2 separate regions of the Zea mays genome follow, and region 2 is linked to region 1. A link is a contact called in public Hi-C data. All regions are on one chromosome and are shown on one strand. The core of a region is the stretch at or near the end of the contact, and the rest is flanking DNA. Distances in the headings are between cores, read along the strand shown. Region 1 holds the start of LOC103649600 (gibberellin 2-beta-dioxygenase 3). Region 2 holds the start of LOC100282534.

Region 1 (2,991 bases), core at 70-2,569:
TTAATTAAACTACGAAAGATGTTGCCTATAATAGCTCATATATAAAGGTCTGTTTGGTTATATTATGACTGTAAAAAAAATTGTTGTGGGGTGTGAGTTATTAAAAAGATAAAAACCGTTTGATACAAACCACTAAAAGCAGTTAAAAGTTCTTCGATATATGTTGTCACACCCATCTGAAAAGCCACTAAAAGCAGGTCTAGAGGTGTTTTTAGTTTTGCAGTGCGAGAAAGTCGGCTTTTAGAAGAAAAAAATGTTTCCTGGATCCAGCCCTTTGGTTTGGTTTTTGGCTTTTAGAGTGCAAAAGCTAAACCAAACACACCCTAATATAAGCTACTATAGATGTCCAACAAGTCTGAAGCTCGAAAGGCCGACCCCAAGCACGTTTTTTTTTGGCTCGGTACGAGCACGCCCCCGTCTGTTTAAAAACGGTCCAAGCCGACCCGATACGAATATGTATGCTAGGTCCGGACAGAGAATTAAGCACGTCGTGCTGGCCCGACACGGCCTATTTTTTACTGAGCTGTGCTTTTCGACCTGTTAAGCCCGCTTTTTTCGTGCTTCTGGGCCGGCCCGATCCGTTTAAGCCCGTAGCGTGTTAGACCCGTTCAGGGAAATAAGCTTGTGGGTCTACCAAACCTGGCCCGGTTTTCTAACGTGCCTGACGGGCCTGGCCTGAACTGAGTCGTGTTTCACCGGACCAGGCCAGACGCCGGTTTGAACATCACTACAAGCAACTCTAAAAGATGTTTGATGTGTAACTATTAGTCAGCTAACAATTATTAGCAGGTTTTTGTTATTTCTCCATATCTATTAGCTGCAATTATCTGACCTCGTCGAACTAGTAGGATAGTTATTATTATCTATGAGTCTAGCTAACGTGTTTGGATTGAAGACAGATAATTATTGCCAGATAACCAATATCTATTGGAGATCCAAACCGGGCCTAACCAACACACAAAAGCAACGAGAGAGTAAAGCTGTCTCTTCGGCAACGCCAACTTGCATACAAAAGATTGAGGTCCCAATCCTAAGGATCAATTATTGCAAATTTAACTGGAGTCATGGAATTTCTTGGAGGAAACCACAGATTGTTGGCAACAGCGGCAAGCAAAGGCTTACGGCCCTGATCTCGGCCAGTGATGCTTGATCAGACGGCTAGAATTACCAGATCGCGCTGTGCTAGGTCGCTGACGGTCTGTCTAGTCATCCACCGACTCCCCGCCCGCGCCACCACTGCTCGGCGTGTCTACTCACTCGGTCACTCCTATATAAGACGCTCGCTCGCGGCACTACTGCTCTCGCGCTCGCGCTCTGTGCACAGACGAGAGACGACCTTCCCTTCCCGTTCCTCTGTTTTTATCTCTGCTCCATTCCTCGATCGGCCATGGTGGTCCTCGCCAAGGGTGAGCTCGAGCAGATCGCGCTGCCTGCGGCGGCGCCGCCACGGGCCGACGTGCGGTCGGTGGACCTGTCGGCCCCGGCGGGCCCGGCGCGCGAGGCCGCGGCGCGCGCGCTGGTGGCGGCGTGCGAGGAGCACGGGTTCTTCCGGGTGACGGGCCACGGCGTGCCGGCCGAGCTCGTGCGCGCCGCGGAGGCCGCGGCGGCCGGGTTCTTCGCGCGGCCGCAGGGCGAGAAGGACGGGGAGGCCCCCACGCTCGGGTACGGCAGCAAGCGCATCGGCGGCAACGGCGACCTCGGCTGGGTCGAGTACCTCCTGCTCGGCGTCAACCCCGCCGTGCCCGCCGCCTCCGCGTCCTCCTCGACATTGCCGTTGCGGTGAGTCGTCGCCACTCGCAGCGGCGCAGAACGGTGCCGGCGTTCGGCGTTGCACCGGCATCGCTTCGCTGCTGTCTTGCATGTTTGCTCTCCCTTTCCTTCTCCTTTTGCTGCCAGCATTGCCTTTCCTCAGCTCCATGCTCTGCTCGTGCTTGCAATGTGTCACGTGGAGCAATAACACACGAAGCATACGCACGTGGTCGCAGCACAAACCCCAAGAAGAAGGATCCCGATTCCCAGCACGGTAGCAGCAGCAAGTTGATTGATAGATGATGAATTCTCCGTACGTAATAAATAAATAAAATCACACTAAAGTACTAAACTAGGTAGCTACTTCCAAGGAAAAAGAAAACAAAAAAGAAACGGTATCGTGTCCGTGGATAAGACTGCCCGTCGTGGCTGCCGGCTGCGTCACAGCCTGCGGCGGCCGAGGTACACGCCATTTGACCCACGCCGTCGACGTCGGCGCGCGCGCGACGTCGGTTGCGTCGCATGGTCTCCGTCGACGCGCCGGCGCCGCGCGCCCGTCCCACTAGATGATTGCGCGCGGGCGGCGGCGGGCGGAGGTCGATCGAATCGACACGAACGCAAGCGCGCCATGCATTCCCACCGTCGCGCGTCCCTATCGATGGAGACATCGCTACTTTTCGAAACAAAGAAACCCAGCCAGAAGAAAATAAATTCGCCTGACAACGTTTTCACGGACGCTCGCTGACGCAGGGGCCTTCTGGACGAGTACACGGTGGCGGTGCGGCGGATGGCGTGCGCGGTGCTGGAGCTGATGGCGGAGGGGCTGGGCATCGCCGGCGCCGGGGACGGGGACGGGGACACGGTGCTGGCGAGGCTGGTGGCGCGCGCGGACAGCGACTGCATGCTGCGGGTGAACCACTACCCGCCGCGGCCGGCGCTGAACTACCCCTGCCTCACGGGGTTCGGCGAGCACACCGACCCGCAGATCATCTCGGTGCTCCGCGCCAACGGCACGTCCGGCCTGGAGGTCGCGCTGCGGGACGGCGCCTGGGCCTCCGTCCCGCCCGACGGGGACGCCTTCTTCGTCAACGTCGGCGACACCCTGCAGGTACTATATCCTATAGGGACGCGTCTGCAGTGCATGCATGCACGGACGCTAGCTTCTTTTGTCCTCCCACACCGTGCGCGCGAACTGAACGTGTGCAGTGCAGGTGTTGACGAACGGGAGGTTCAGGAGCGTGA
Region 2 (2,700 bases), core at 187-2,686, 64 kb after region 1:
CCAACTATTCAAAGCAAGAAACTAGCGTTCCTGCCTGGGGGGAAATTACCATAATACACCTACTACAAAAACTCGTGTTCAGTTCTGTTATCAAACAATTTAAACCTAAGAGCTATACTTCCTTGTAGAATTTTGGACTAAATCTTAATATTAGATAATCATCGTGCCACGGACGGTGAAAAATCCAGCAATAAAATAAGGAAAAACTCTGCATCAGCTTAATATGAAGGCATAAATATATGGTTCTTGCGAACTCATCCTCCTACATGTAACATGTCAAGTGAAGCCCAAGCCTGGCCCAACAAGCAGTCATGTTCTTTGCAGAACAACAATAGGTAGATGCCATTTAAACTAAGTTAATGGTTGTTTCAATATAATACTTGAAAGAACAGACCCAAGGATGTAAACTCAAGTGTTACTGCCCCTCATACAAAACTCAAACTAATCTTCTTGCAAAGTTTAAGCACCTATTGGCAGTGAAATACTAGCTGAAGTGACATGGCCTCCAACTGTGACTCTTGCAACCTCGGCGAGGCAGTCTGATACTGCACTTCCAAACAGCATTTTACATGGTTTCCTTGTGCATATCAAAAATACGTGTGTAGACACTTTGCAGGAGTATATATATTTCCGTAACATCCAAACAAGGCCTAATAAGATTCTAGATTTCTACGCACACAAACATTTTATTGATCACTAATGAGAGTGGAGAGGACGAGAGGTGCAGAGATCCTCACCTCGGTTTCTCGGTAGCCAGGCGCATCCCGGACCACGGGAACTTGGCCGCCTCGTCCCCAGCTTGCTCCTTCACCTTATCCCCTCCCCTCCTCTTCCTCCCCAGCCTCCCAGGGTTCCCATACACGACCTTCCCGCAGCCAGCCCTGGAGAAGCCCTCCCTCTCGTCCTCCATCCAGTGCTTCCCCTTGCTCTCCCCCTCCACCTCGGCGCCCTCCACCGCCTTCCTCCTCGCAGCGGCTGCGCTGGCTTTCCGCTCCCGCTCCGCGAGGATGGCCCCGATGGGGAACAGGTCGCGCGAGACCGCGAGCGGGGCGCGGAGCGTGACGTAGGCCTTCTTGTAGTCGGGCTTGGCGGAGAGAAAGGGGCCCCGGCGGAGCTTCTTGCCCTCCATGTTAAGCGTGCGGACCTCGGCGACGGAAAAACCGTACATGGACTCGAGGCAGCGCCGGATGTCCACCTTGGAAGCGGAGGGGACGGTCCGCACGGCGAACTCCTGCACGGAGGAGAGCGGCGCGGGGGGCAGCATGACCTTCAGCGGGAGGTTGGCAAAGTGGATCACGCGGCGCCCGAGGCGGCTCCCCATGGCTGCCTCTGCCTCTGCCTCTCTGCCTCTGCCTCTGACGCACCGCGGCGGTGGAGGGTTTAGACGCGGCGGCGGTAGCGGTGGATCCGGAGTTCCGGGCTGCTACTTCGAAAAGTGGGAGACTGCGAGCTGGTGCGGCTGCTTGGACTGTTCCCGTTGGGCTTTGGCCTGGGCGTGCGTGGCCTGGTGGACCGAATACATCCGCGAGTAGCTGGGCTCGAATTTTGGCCTCTTTTACAGGCTTTGGTTCTAAGGAAAAATTGCTATTTTAGTCCTTCTAACGTGGGATATCTGATATTATATGACCCTCTGTCTATGACTTGTGGGTCATTTGTGTCTATGATTTGTGAGCCTTGTGGTAAAATAGAGAAATCCACAACTGAGAGTGACAAAATAACAAATTCTCCGGTTCTAAGCCAGAGAAGCTTTTCTAAAGGAGAACTATTTAAAAACTATTTGATAAAATAACTTCTACAGTAATTTTTGAAAAAATCGTGTCAAATCTATGGCCTTCGTCGACCGTTGTTCACCCCGCCAAACCCATCGTCGAAGACCGCGCATAGGGAACAGGGTTTGGGACGGGATGCAGCCTCTACGGCTAGCTAGCGATGACACACGATAAAGATAAAGGCAAGGAGATCCTCGGGGAGGTTGTAGTGTGGTCCTATGTGGTGTGGTACTCGAAACAAGATTCATGTGAAGAACCTATGTATAAGGTGGAAGACTTTTTTATAACGTACACAAGCAGTGACGGAGGACGCTAGAAAATTTAGGTATTGCTAACGTAGCGATAAATAAAAAATTACGACACATATTAAAGCAATTTATAGCTACAAAATAAGTAATAGATATTGAAAAATACCTAATTTAATAGTCATCTTGATTATACTTCATTTACAACCAAATGTCATATAGCGAATAAAATCTGAAAAAAGAAAAATGAGTTATTAATGGCAAATTGAAGTACAAATTGTTGAAGAAGTGAAATAAGAATATACCTCTAGTTGAGTCTAGTTCTAGGAGATCTAGGCAATTGCATATGTATTTCGGGTTCATTGCAAACTCCACTAGCGCGAGTGCTTATATACTTCTACTAGAAGTTTGACTGAAATAACTCTTCAAATCTGTCATTTTATGAAGCATATAACATGTATTAAATAACTAGAAGACATTACAACAGGGAGTGTTCACATAATAACAAGAAATACTTTTTTGGGTCATATTCTTTGTCTTGTTTTTGTTTCTATCCATGTCTGCTATTTGGAAATTGGAAAATCTGCACATTAAAAAATCTATTGGATTAGACATGTTGTTTTGTTTCTATTGAAATTGAAAAATCAAATTGAAAAATATGCATATTAAAAATTGGAAGACATTAC

Evidence for each region. Hi-C and Micro-C count contacts between places; a contact is called where the count stands out from the background.
Region 2: a Hi-C map of leaf shows a contact between it and region 1, with 7 times the contacts expected there. The contact joins the promoter of LOC100282534 here to the promoter of LOC103649600 in region 1. A contact is called at or near these places in 2 of 25 Hi-C or Micro-C datasets (both in leaf) and 2 of 3 datasets of contacts at active chromatin or transcription factors (leaf and seedling).

Annotation. Positions count from the first base shown.
Region 1 is chr3:4,069,145-4,072,135 of Zm-B73-REFERENCE-NAM-5.0, forward strand. It overlaps LOC103649600 (gibberellin 2-beta-dioxygenase 3), which reads left to right and starts at 1,320. Exons shown (of 3, transcript XM_008675338.4): 1 at 1,320-1,779; 2 at 2,500-2,857; 3 at 2,961-2,991. The coding sequence starts at 1,388.
Region 2 is chr3:4,133,422-4,136,121 of Zm-B73-REFERENCE-NAM-5.0, forward strand. LOC100282534 reads right to left here and starts at 1,437. Exons shown (of 2, transcript NM_001374592.1): 1 at 738-1,437. The coding sequence starts at 1,321.